4 separate regions of the Mus musculus genome follow, and all the other regions are linked to region 1. Evidence: chromatin contacts called from public Hi-C data. All regions are on one chromosome and are shown on one strand. The core of a region is the stretch at or near the end of the contact, and the rest is flanking DNA. Distances in the headings are between cores, read along the strand shown. Region 1 holds the start of Jag1 (jagged 1). Region 2 has its middle 20 kb from the start of Gm39944. Region 3 has its middle 39 kb from the start of Gm39944. Region 4 has its middle 59 kb from the start of Gm39944.

Region 1 (2,743 bases), core at 112-2,611:
CAGAGCTTTTCTTCAGGACAGGCTCAACGCAAGTTAAGAAACCCTTTTCGTCCTTTAATGGAAATCTGTTTTCCTAAAGAGCTCCGTTTAAACCCGCCTGGAGTGGAGCTGGCAGAGACTTCAGCCAGCCTTTGGGTTCCCTTTGACCTTGATTATGACCAGGAGTGTCGCTGCTAATTGCGAGGCCTGCCTCAAGGTGGAAAATGGCATCGGTTTCCACCACCACCCAGGAGAAGCCAAGTTCTGTGGACCACGACAGCGGTTAGGTTCTTTTCAGGCCGCGTCTCGCCACCCAGAGAGCAGCGCGGAGGCCGCCTACAGGTGCAGTCCCGCCACTGCGCCCGGGCTGGAGGCTGGCGGAGCCCTCGGCGTCTCAGAAAGCCCTTCCCGAAGTCCGGGCTGAGCCCCCGGGTGCCCGCCGGCCACTCCCCCTGCTTCCCCCACGCCTCTGCCCCGGCGCGGTCTGGAAAGGACGCTGGGAGCCCCTCCGAGGCTCCACGGACATGGATTTGGGAAGGGATGGCGCGCGGCCGAGGCTTTCCCTCGAGTTTGCGGCAAGTCTGACTCCGGGAAAGTTTTTCAAAGTTCCCAGCAGAGTCTGCCCAGGTCGCCTCTGCGGGGCGAGGAGACGGCGGCGAGCGCGCCAGTCTCGCCGCCGCCAGCACAGGGCTCTGGGCTCGCTTGCTGGGAGCGGCCCGGGTTCCCGGCGGGCAGGCCCTCCTCCCCGGGGCAAAAGCCGCAGCTGACGCAGGCGGCTCCGAAGGCGGAAGCCGCCCGCCCCAACTGCTCCGGCCGTACCGCGGCGCCTACACCTGGGGCTTGCAAGGGAGCCCAGGCCGTGCACCGAGGGGGCGGTCCAGCGGAGGCGCTCTGGGCTTCTCAGAGCCATGGGCTCCTCCACGGTCCTTCCAGGTTCCTTTCTCCTGGCCCGGGCTCCCCGGGACACTGATCTGCGTGTGGGGGCCCCTCGGGCGGCCATGCCACCCGGTCCGTCCCGCAACTTCCAACCCCTTCTCAATTTCTCCCCTCCCCAACAACCCGGAGGAAAGGGGCGTGCCCAATAGATGGCACGCCCCTTATGAATATTAACAATCGCGCATGCGCCTTGTTCCGCGTGTTGAGAAGAGGTGGCCAGCCGGAGTCCCGGCTCCCAGACCGGCGCTCCGGGTCCCTTCGAGAGCCAGGCGGGCACGCGTCATTGTGTTACCTGCAGCCGGCCGGCGAGCTAGGCTCAGGTTTTTTTTTTTTTTTTCCTCCCCTCCCTCCCCGCGTTTCATGCAGCTGATCTGAAAGGGAATAAAAGGCTGCGCATAATCATAATAATAAAAGAAGGGGAGCGCGAGAGAAGGAAAGAAAGCCGAGAGGTGGAAGAGGGGGGAGCGCCTCAAAGAAGCGATCAGAATAATAAAAGGAGGCCGGGCTCTTTGCCTTCTGGAACGCGCGGCTCTTGAAAGGGCTTTTGAAAAGTAGTGTTGTTTTCCAGTCGTGCATGCTCCAATCCACGGAGTATATTAGAGCCGGGACGCGGCGGCCGCGGGGGCAGCGACGACGGCAGCCTCGGCGGGAGCACCAGCGCTAGCAGCGGCGGCGGCGTCCGGAGTGCCCGTGGCGCGCGGCGCAGCGATGCGGTCCCCACGGACGCGCGGCCGGCCCGGGCGCCCCCTGAGTCTTCTGCTCGCCCTGCTCTGTGCCCTGCGAGCCAAGGTAGGAGTCTCTCTCCCGCTCTTGCTCCCCGCGGTCCTCTCCCTTCCCTCGTGGCGTTCTGGACGGGAGCGGCTGTGGCTCCCAGTGCAAGTTCCGGAGCCCTTGAGTACAAGGCTCCCTGACCCTGACTTTTCACCCGAGAGGCAGCACCCGGTGAGGGAACGCTGGTTCCCCAGAGGGGAGCCCCTGGCCTCGAAAGATAAACTCCTCCAGGCTGGGCAAAATGCGATCATTACGTTCTCACGGTCCTTCGGGGCACTTGTCTTAGTTTTCCCGCACTTGTGTTTTTTATGCCCCCAAACCAGGTTGAGCCCTAAACCTAGTTTTTGCAAAATTATTTTCACTTGCCACCGAGGATCTTTGGCAGCCTGGGGTGTGTGTATTGGGGGTGGGGGGTGTCAAGGAGTCTCCACCTCCACCTTCAGAGAAAACTTTCTCATGCGTTGACCTTCCTTCCTCGCTGGCAGGTGTGCGGGGCCTCGGGTCAGTTTGAGCTGGAGATCCTGTCCATGCAGAACGTGAATGGAGAGCTACAGAATGGGAACTGTTGTGGTGGAGTCCGGAACCCTGGCGACCGCAAGTGCACCCGCGACGAGTGTGATACGTACTTCAAAGTGTGCCTCAAGGAGTATCAGTCCCGCGTCACTGCCGGGGGACCCTGCAGCTTCGGCTCAGGGTCTACGCCTGTCATCGGGGGTAACACCTTCAATCTCAAGGCCAGCCGTGGCAACGACCGTAATCGCATCGTACTGCCTTTCAGTTTCGCCTGGCCGGTGAGTGAGCGACACACCGACAGAGTCGAACGCGGGGCCGAGCCCTATATTGCCTTGAGAAGGATTTAATGCCACTTGAAACTTGGCACTAAGTTGAGAGGCTTTGGGGGTGGCAAGTTTGAGAGTCCAGACTACAGCTGGACCTGGACAAGATGAGACGGGCGGGTCTTCCATTCTGGGTGGTGTCTGCTTAGCGCAGCGAAATGGGGTCTCTGAAGAGCATTGCTGGGGGAAAGTACGCAAGGATGCTAATTTTATGCTTGCTA
Region 2 (2,743 bases), core at 171-2,670, 130 kb before region 1:
CCAATAGGAGCTACCCACTGGGTGGTGAACTTGATGTTCATGAGAGAGAGAGAGAGAGAGAGAGAGAGAGAGAGAGAGAGAGAGAGAGAGAACAGGAAGAAGCCCTGCCATAAATATGCAGGGCTCCTTGGGAAGGGCTGCTGTATCCTGTGTGGTGATCACTTGGCACATTTCCTTAAGTGTCTGCATTACTGCAGTAATCCCCGATCACCCGTGTAACCTGAGCCTCTCTTTGATCTTTACAACCTGAAAGGATTCCACTAGCGAAGTGCAATAACTCCAATACTACAGTGCAGCTAATTGAACAAGAATTAAAAATATACCCAAGGTGACACAGAGACGTCCACAAAAGAATCCGAACCTGGTTCCATCCCTCACCATTCCACAGGCTCTTTATTGAGCAAAGTAGATACAAAGACAGGGCTGCTCCATCAAATGAATCCAAAGGCAATTCTCTGATTTCCCCAAGAAATCCCCCTCCCACATCAAATGACTGTAAAACACCCACCTTTCTCAACTGATCCATGTCTATGCCTGGCTGATTCTTAGTGATAGTGCAGAGCTTGTTTTGGTTTAATTTGGGTTGGATTTTTGGTCTACAGCTCCATTTTTTCAAAAATCATTCACATGGGTCTTTATGACTTTGAAGTATTACGAACATCCCCTCAGTAAGGTTGGCAGATGTTCCCCCTATGAATTAAATTTCTGCAATGTGAGAGAAAGATACTTCACACTGCTTCCATTTCCTGGACTCCTGGAGGCTAGAGTGTGACCCAAGACTTGCTCAAACACTGTGACCCACAACAAACAGTGTTTGACTTGAGGGAGGATGGTAATGGCTTCAAATATACGCATAATAAAATATTGCGTGTCCCATTGCAATATGCAGTGGAGCTGACAAACCCATAACAGAGCAGATGGAAGATTATGGCAGCAGCTGAGGACTGAACTGTGTACGGAGAAGATGTCAAGTTCTAGAAAGCTGTTGCAGACCTCCTACCTCATGAGGCTTACACTCTAAGACAACAAAAGCATGTGCTTTGTGACAGCCACACCCTACAACACATACACCCCAGTGGTCCCCTGATGGTTCTGTCCTTAATTAGAAGGGCAGGTTCACTTTCCCAGGCCAAGCTTCGTGGTGAACATCGAGCACCCAGTTGGGCAATGGAAAATGCTCCCGAATCTTCCCTTCCAACCAGGGCTTCCTTATCACATTCATCAACGCTCTTTTAAAATGAATAGAAAAAAAAAAAACCAAAAATGTAAATGTCTTACCAATTTGCCCAGGAAGAATTAATCTTCACAGCCACCTCAAAGGCTTGACAACTTTATTTTCATTGTGTGGAGCTGGGTGGGTCCCCTGCCCAGGCTTCCTAAAGAGAGCCAGCCCTTCTTGGCAGTTTCCAGGCCTGCCACTCCAGTGACCATGATCAAAGGGGAAGGAAAACCGAGCCGCTGAGCCTCGAGGACTAAAGCTAAAACAACAGATTTGTTTCTTGGCTTCTCTATTAAATACATTCAGAGTGTTTAAAGCCCTGTAAGGAACCGCTCTGGGGCCCTGGATGTGAGAGGCCCATCTAAACCCTTTCCCAAGAGGAAATCTCTCGCCTCAGTGGGGTAAATTAGCTCATTAAGAGCAGCCAGAAGCAGGTAGGAAACCTGGGAAGTGGGAGCTTTAATTCAAAGCACAGAAAATTATAGATTTCTTTACACATTAAAAAAGCATTTATCTTGGCTAAAAATGAAACAACTTTTCAATGATCAACACATGGTTCAAATCTGCTTTACTAATTTATATCTATCCACCAGTCTGTCTAGTTGTTCAGCTACCAGGAAATTCAATTATATTTAAGAATTCTTTGTTGAACACCTACTATGTGCCTCTGGCATAGTTATGCATTATGTAAACACAAATAAATAATTGAAAGCAGGCATCTACTTGTTGAGGAGGTAAGTCACATTTATTTAAAATTGCAAGAGAAACACCTAAAACATACTTTTGATACAATAAGCATTGAGCCTGCCTGGGTGGTAACAATGCAAAATAGAATGCTAAAATATGTTATCTGCAACCCATAGGATCCAGTGCTAAGATTTACAAAGGGCTCATGGGTCACAGGATGTAGGGGACTGAACAGGTAGGTGGGGTTTCTATGGAATGTGCTTCAAATAAACCAGGACCTAAAGACTGAGCCCTTAAATATCTTCTACTACCCAAGTCTCCTTCAGTTCTCTGGGCTGATTTCTACTCTAATATATTGGACAATAATTATTTCTTTGTTTATTTACTCATTGTTTAATGTTCAAACTGGTGGGTGGTAACTTTGTGAGAATAGACCATGTCCTTTTTTCAAAGTATTTGGGATACTTAAAAGACAGATTATAAGCCTTGGGTAAGAACCTATTACATACTATTATGCTGCTAAATGGACATAGTATTTATACCTATAGATCAATGCGTTTCTCAGCCTTCATCTGAGAAACTTCCATTTGCAGTAGATGGTGCTGAACATAGAAACCTACAACGTGCTAAAATGTAAAGAATAATAGACTGTAGACTACTCAGCCCTAAAGGGAACATCACACACCATACACATACAGAGAGCTGAGAGATTATTATGGAAGAGGGACAGAAAGAATGTAAGAGCCAGAGGCTATGGTTAATTATGTGGAACATTCTCTTCTGGACATAACAGGGCAACTGCACATATGAACTTATAGCAATGACAAAAACCACACA
Region 3 (2,743 bases), core at 136-2,635, 110 kb before region 1:
ATGGCAGGGCACTAACAGTGAGTAACAGGATCAATGGGCTTGACTCTGTAGGAGAAAAACCCTTGAAGACTCTTCATGAGTTATGCTGTAAAACATGGCCGCCTCTAGCCCCATATGACTACTTAAACTCAAATAAAATAAAATTTAATTAAAACCTAGTTTTTTTTTTTTCAAGTTTACCAGCCATGTACTACTTACTTAATGGCCACCATGGCCAGAGCCTTGGTGTTGTTCAGTGCAGACCCAGAGCATCCCCACAGTGGTTGTTCTACCGGACAGCAGGTGAGTTTGTAGAACACTGATTAAGCGCAAGCTCAAAGGAACATCAGTGGAACACCTGGAGGAAGAATATGGCGAAGAAAAACCGGGGAACCCAGGCCATAGGAGGAAAACTAGAAAACACGCATCACAGTAAAGAGCACTTTAAAGGAAGAATTTATATATTAGTTCCACCTTGGACAAAAGCCCCACACAGAGCTAGCAGGCACTCAAACCAGTTTGCTCTGCAGCCCAGAATTTGTGTTCCCACATGGCCTGCAAAGGACTTCTTTTTCTTACAGTCACGAACAAGCCCTGAATTTGGCCCTTCCTATAAAGAAACCTTGAGAAGGACAAATGATAGCCACAGCTAGGGAAGCAGACGCCTAGAGGCTTGCTCTCCCTTCCTTCCCTCAGAAAAATTAAAAAGAAAAACTTTTAAAATCATATGTAAACAGACAAGGCACACTCCTGCCTGTGCCAACACACACCTCTCCAACAGGCCACTGCCTGCATACCTACGCAACTTCCTGTTTGCTTGTGCAATTACCTAAAGTTCACAGAAGAATGCATGTTCTGAGTGCAGCCTTTTCTGGCCCACACATGTATGTGCATATTTTGAAAGTGCAAATGAGGCAGAGAGCACAGCTCTTTAGTGTAGCCCTAAGGGGTACATTATTCTGATCAGCACTAACACGGCCGTCCTACACTAAGGCATCAGCTCTAGGTTCCACTAGAGGCCACGATGTTAAACAAGCAAACAAACCCGGTTCTCCCAAGGCCTACAACTTTCTCCTGCCCTTCACTCGTGTCTCCTCTTATTAAAGTCCTACTGACTCCAAAGGGCCCACTTTCTCCTAAATGTCTCTCCAAATTCTTCTTCAGATTCCTGACTCACACCGCAGGAATGTGCATACGTGTCTTGGTGTCTTAATAATGACCTTGTCTTTTTAAGCTGCCTTCTAACTCTAATTTCACACACTAACTCCTGAAACCTTGTTCTGGTGTACCTTCTCCTGTAGTGGTCCAGCCAGGTGTTCAACTAACCACTTCCCCTTCCCCCCTCCTCCACCTCCACCCTTCAACACAAATGAGTCATATTTACCGGCCTTCCTTGTAGTTTTAATCAACCACATAATCAAGTCTCAGCTACTGCAGAGGTAGGAAGTGACATAGATTTGTGTAGCTATCAACCCTCACCATCGGTGAGGCTTCTTTTTGCAGCACTTAATGCACAGAAAACATAGCAGAAGAGGGTACAAAAAGATTGTAAGAAGCAGAGGTTTGGTGGACTGCAGTTAAGCAAGGGCTCCTGGACATGACGAGGTGAAAAGGTAAGGGCTTTTCTAGGTACTCCTTTACTTTGAATAATGACACAGAGATATAGTTACTAAAAGCTTCAAGGCACTATTGCTGGGCAGACCCTGAGCTACTCTAACCTGACAATGCTGACCTGACCTACTTCCCAGGCACATAGCTGCCATTTTGGGCTCTCGCTGGCACTTCCTTTTTCATTTGTGTCCTGATGTTGATGCTTGGTCCCACCTGAGACCCTCTCTTATTCTCAGGGCACAGAAGTGCTGACTTATCCTCTCCTGCCAAACTATAGGCTATTTAGCCCTTTATTTAACCAATCAGGAGGTAATGGAGAACAATGTTGTATAAAATACTGCATCATACCAAAGTCCCAACCATAACTAGATCTCTGGGGACATAAATCAGCACATGGATGCACAGTGCACAGTAACATCCCCCAACAACATGGATGTGAGTTCATGCATTCACAGCAGCTATGACTGCTTGCATAAGACAGACATAAGTATGACTGTTTGCATAAGACAGACATAAGAAGCCAGGTGTGGTGGTGCATGCCTTTAATCCCAGAATTCGGGAGGCAGAGGCAGGTGGATTTCTGAGTTCGAGGCAAGCCTGGTTTACAAAGTGAGTTCCAGGAGAGCCAGGGATACACAGAGAAACCCTGTCTCGGACCCCCCCCCCCAAAAAAAGACAAAACAAAACAAAACAAAACAAAAAAAACAAAAGACAGACATAAGATCAAGCCAGTCATTCCTGTATGAGAGGGAAGGACTCATGAGCCCTGACCCCTAGTTGAGGAGCTATTAGCAGTTGATGGTTGGGGTGGTAGTAGTCATTTTTTTTAGGGACATGGTCCCTGGTAGGTTTTTCCCATGTTCGACTGTTTTCCCCCTCACCTATGACAATATGGGCATTATTGATTGTTTTGGTATTTAAAAACATTGCTTTTTAAAAGGATAGGAGGTAACCCTCTGGAGGGAAGAGCACACCAATTGGTTGTCCAGTGCTACATAGTCATCCCTGAAAACATACACAGGTTAACAGTATATGGACTCAACAAGTTTTTTATATATATATATATATATATATATATATATATATATACACATACATACATATATACACATGCATACATATATACACATACATACATATATACACATACATA
Region 4 (2,743 bases), core at 84-2,583, 88 kb before region 1:
CTGGTTAAAAACAATAGAGGAAAACTGGTAATGATATACAGGAATTGTAGAATTCTTATGAATTTTCTATGAGTTTGAAGTTAGGAGAAAATGGCAGAGAGGGATATTGTAACATAATGTTATAATTCTCAGTCATCTGAAGATTCTACATCAAGTGATCTTGGAACCTACTACACTTTTCTTTAAAACCAATGCCAGTTAAAGTAACAAGGAACCAACCCTGAGTTTTCCAAAGCACAAGACCTCCCTCTTCAAAGGGAGCTTTGCCTTTTGTCTTCCTCTGCAGATGAGACTCCAAAGAGAGGACAGGACCTGGTGTCCCCAAAGGAGTTCCTCACAAGTGCTCTGAAGAGAGACCGCCCATTCTGCAGGCATGAGCAATACTTAACATTCTCACTCAAAGCATTGACTGAGCCTGTTTAATTTGGCTTTCTTTTCGTTTTATTCTGCTATGCTTGGATAGCTGAGTGGATCTATTTACGGCATTCCCTGTTGTCTGAGAATGTAGCTTTGACATAGTATCAGAAGCCATTTACAATGTGGACACTAGTAACTTCTTTAAGATCTCTAGGTCTACTTCCAGATTTCTCCCCTTCCCCCCATCCCCACCACTTTTCTTGGAGGTCATCTGTGCCATGAGACTTAGCCCAGTGCTCCTCATCCCAAGTGGCTTACCCAGGTTGACATGATTGGCTTCTCTTTCAGCAGTTAAGCGTGGTAAAATGTTTGACACGACCCTACTCAGGCTTCTTTGTGTGCCAAGATCAACACGTGATCGGTACAGCTGAGCTTTATAGAGCTGACCCCCAAAATATCTGTTTACCCAGATGTTGACATTCTCATGACTAATGGACAAAGCTCCTGGGACACACTGTAGGTGGCAGAGCAGAATTCAGAATTCCAGTCAGAATTACAGAGCTAGCAAGGACATAGGGATGGTTGATCCTAACCGTCATGCTTTCAGTGGAGGAAAATGGAACTGAAAGGGTGAATGTGACTTATCCAGCAAATCTGGGATTAGTGTCCAGGTATCCTGTCTGCTGCGTTGGTGTCTGTGAACTTTAACCAAAGGGATGAATGCTCGCATGTGAAATGGCCTCAGTTGCCCGAGTTATTGGGTGTGTATCAAGGAAGACAGCCTCCCCAGTACATACTTTGGGATTAGGGAGGACAATGTTTCCAAATCCCTTTTTCAGAGTCCGTACATGAAGAAACCTCAAACCCAGGATTCCAGCCAAAAACAATGATTCTCAAGTTCCTATGAGATCCTGCATGGATGTTTAGCCAGGCAGTGTGCTGACTAGGCTGGCTGACTCCAGTGGCTGATGGGAGCCTCACAGGGCTCCAGGGCTGACACTTCAAAGGGATGGGATGTGAGCTTGTGAGGCTGAGTCACCCTCATAGGCCATTTGCTCCTATCAACAGGATGAGGAACCCAGGGGGAGCACAGAGGGCAGTTCTGAAGGGCAGTGCAGAACACTGTTCCTCCCAACCTAACCACGTGCTCCTCGCCACTTAAAAAAAGGCTTCCTGAGACATTTATGGCAAATCTTCAAGAAAAGTATTTGAGGAGCAGAGCGCTCCTCTGAAACCTTTTGAACACACAAAAAAAAAAGGACAAACAAACAAACAAAAAACCCTCTTAGCGCATTCATTCATGCACTTCATTATTTATTCATTCACATGTCCAGTGATTTTAACGCCTATTATTTTGGCAGGTGGCACACTGGGTTGCAGTGAGGTCTTACTAGGAACTCACAGTCCTAATCTCCATAAGAAATAAAGAGCTACCACGAATAAAAAAAAAGATAACCCTATTGAATTATAACCAAAATATATTACTGTCTTTCACAGAACAGGGTTCACTGAAAAGAAATGCAAACATTGGCTAAGCACATGAGAGAGTACATTTGAGATATCAAATTAAGAGCCACTATTCTTAAGCATTGTATCCACTGAACCTTCAAATGCTGAGAAGATTAGTGTCTTCAGATTGTGTGGGGGCTGGAACTTACAAACACTGTAGGTACTGAGGGTGTGACTTGAGGCATCTTTAAGAAAGCTATCCAAAATTGTAATGTGTACCCCCTCAATTTTCCCCCCTCTAGTGACATGAATAAGAGTAGTCTGGGTACCATTTGGTTCGCTACCCTCAGCCCACATGACAGGACAAGGTACATGTGTCTAGGCCTAGCTTAGACAAGTGTGAAATCCCTACCATAATGATCAATTCAGAAATAGTCAAAGTTGCCTTCTGACTTCCATTGGACTTGGAGTTTTAAGGATGGAAGCCCAAAGATCCTGCAGCCATTTGTCAGTACAAAGGAAGGTCCGGAGAATGGAGCAATGAAGGCCAGTGGAGGGAATGGATTCCTGAGATGCTCATAAACCTTGAGCTACCATCCTAAAGGTAGATCCATTCTCTCACCTATGAAGGTTGTCTTTTGTATTAGCTACTATAGGTTAATGTTTCTGTTGATTACAACTGAAAAGCCCAAACAGAAATGTATATACCTAAAGAGGGTCTACTGTGTACTCTGTCAGATCAGCATTAACACTGAAATAAGTATCAATTCTCTAGGTGTTTATGTGGAGAAGAAATATCTAAATGTCTAAGTGATTATAGCATATCACAGAACATAGGTAAGTTGGTGCATAACTCCTCCACATAAACACCTAAAGAGTCTAAATGTCTAAATGATTTCAGCTCATCACACTATATCACAGAACATAGGTAAGTCAT

The links. Hi-C and Micro-C count contacts between places; a contact is called where the count stands out from the background.
Region 2: a contact with region 1 is called in a Hi-C map of uterus, with 4 times the contacts expected there. The contact joins the enhancer-like site here to the promoter of Jag1 in region 1. A contact is called at or near these places in 5 of 39 promoter capture datasets (the 3T3-L1 cell line, cranial neural crest, frontonasal cranial neural crest and 1 more), 7 of 484 Hi-C or Micro-C datasets (the AML12 cell line, cranial neural crest, nephron progenitors and 2 more), 3 of 115 datasets of contacts at active chromatin or transcription factors (craniofacial prominence, embryonic limb bud and embryonic stem cells) and 1 of 9 other capture datasets (adipose tissue).
Region 3: a contact with region 1 is called in a Hi-C map of group 2 innate lymphoid cells, with 3 times the contacts expected there. The contact joins the enhancer-like site here to the promoter of Jag1 in region 1. A contact is called at or near these places in 2 of 39 promoter capture datasets (both in the 3T3-L1 cell line), 4 of 484 Hi-C or Micro-C datasets (group 2 innate lymphoid cells, nephron progenitors and pancreatic cancer cells) and 1 of 115 datasets of contacts at active chromatin or transcription factors (embryonic stem cells).
Region 4: a contact with region 1 is called in a Hi-C map of adipose-derived mesenchymal stem cells, with 2.6 times the contacts expected there. The contact joins the enhancer-like site here to the promoter of Jag1 in region 1. A contact is called at or near these places in 4 of 39 promoter capture datasets (the 3T3-L1 cell line, 3T3-L1-derived adipocytes and the HPC-7 cell line), 8 of 484 Hi-C or Micro-C datasets (3T3-L1-derived adipocytes, the Ba/F3 cell line, adipose-derived mesenchymal stem cells and 4 more) and 1 of 115 datasets of contacts at active chromatin or transcription factors (neural progenitor cells).

Annotation. Positions count from the first base shown.
Region 1 is chr2:137,115,138-137,117,880 of GRCm38.p6, reverse strand. Jag1 (jagged 1) reads left to right here and starts at 1,361. Exons shown (of 26, transcript NM_013822.5): 1 at 1,361-1,704; 2 at 2,172-2,477. The coding sequence starts at 1,624.
Region 2 is chr2:137,242,833-137,245,575 of GRCm38.p6, reverse strand. No RefSeq gene overlaps it. Among named protein-coding and RNA genes, the nearest start is that of Gm39944, 20 kb to the left of the region's middle. Within about 2 kb of position 1,420, at least 17 of the 459 cell types and tissues checked have an H3K27ac peak or open chromatin away from gene starts, as enhancers often do. A contact at or near this core is called in craniofacial prominence, embryonic limb bud and uterus, where this site is marked.
Region 3 is chr2:137,223,488-137,226,230 of GRCm38.p6, reverse strand. No RefSeq gene overlaps it. Among named protein-coding and RNA genes, the nearest start is that of Gm39944, 39 kb to the left of the region's middle. Within about 2 kb of position 1,385, at least 25 of the 459 cell types and tissues checked have an H3K27ac peak or open chromatin away from gene starts, as enhancers often do. A contact at or near this core is called in group 2 innate lymphoid cells, where this site is marked.
Region 4 is chr2:137,203,236-137,205,978 of GRCm38.p6, reverse strand. No RefSeq gene overlaps it. Among named protein-coding and RNA genes, the nearest start is that of Gm39944, 59 kb to the left of the region's middle. Within about 2 kb of position 1,333, at least 40 of the 459 cell types and tissues checked have an H3K27ac peak or open chromatin away from gene starts, as enhancers often do. A contact at or near this core is called in adipose-derived mesenchymal stem cells, where this site is marked.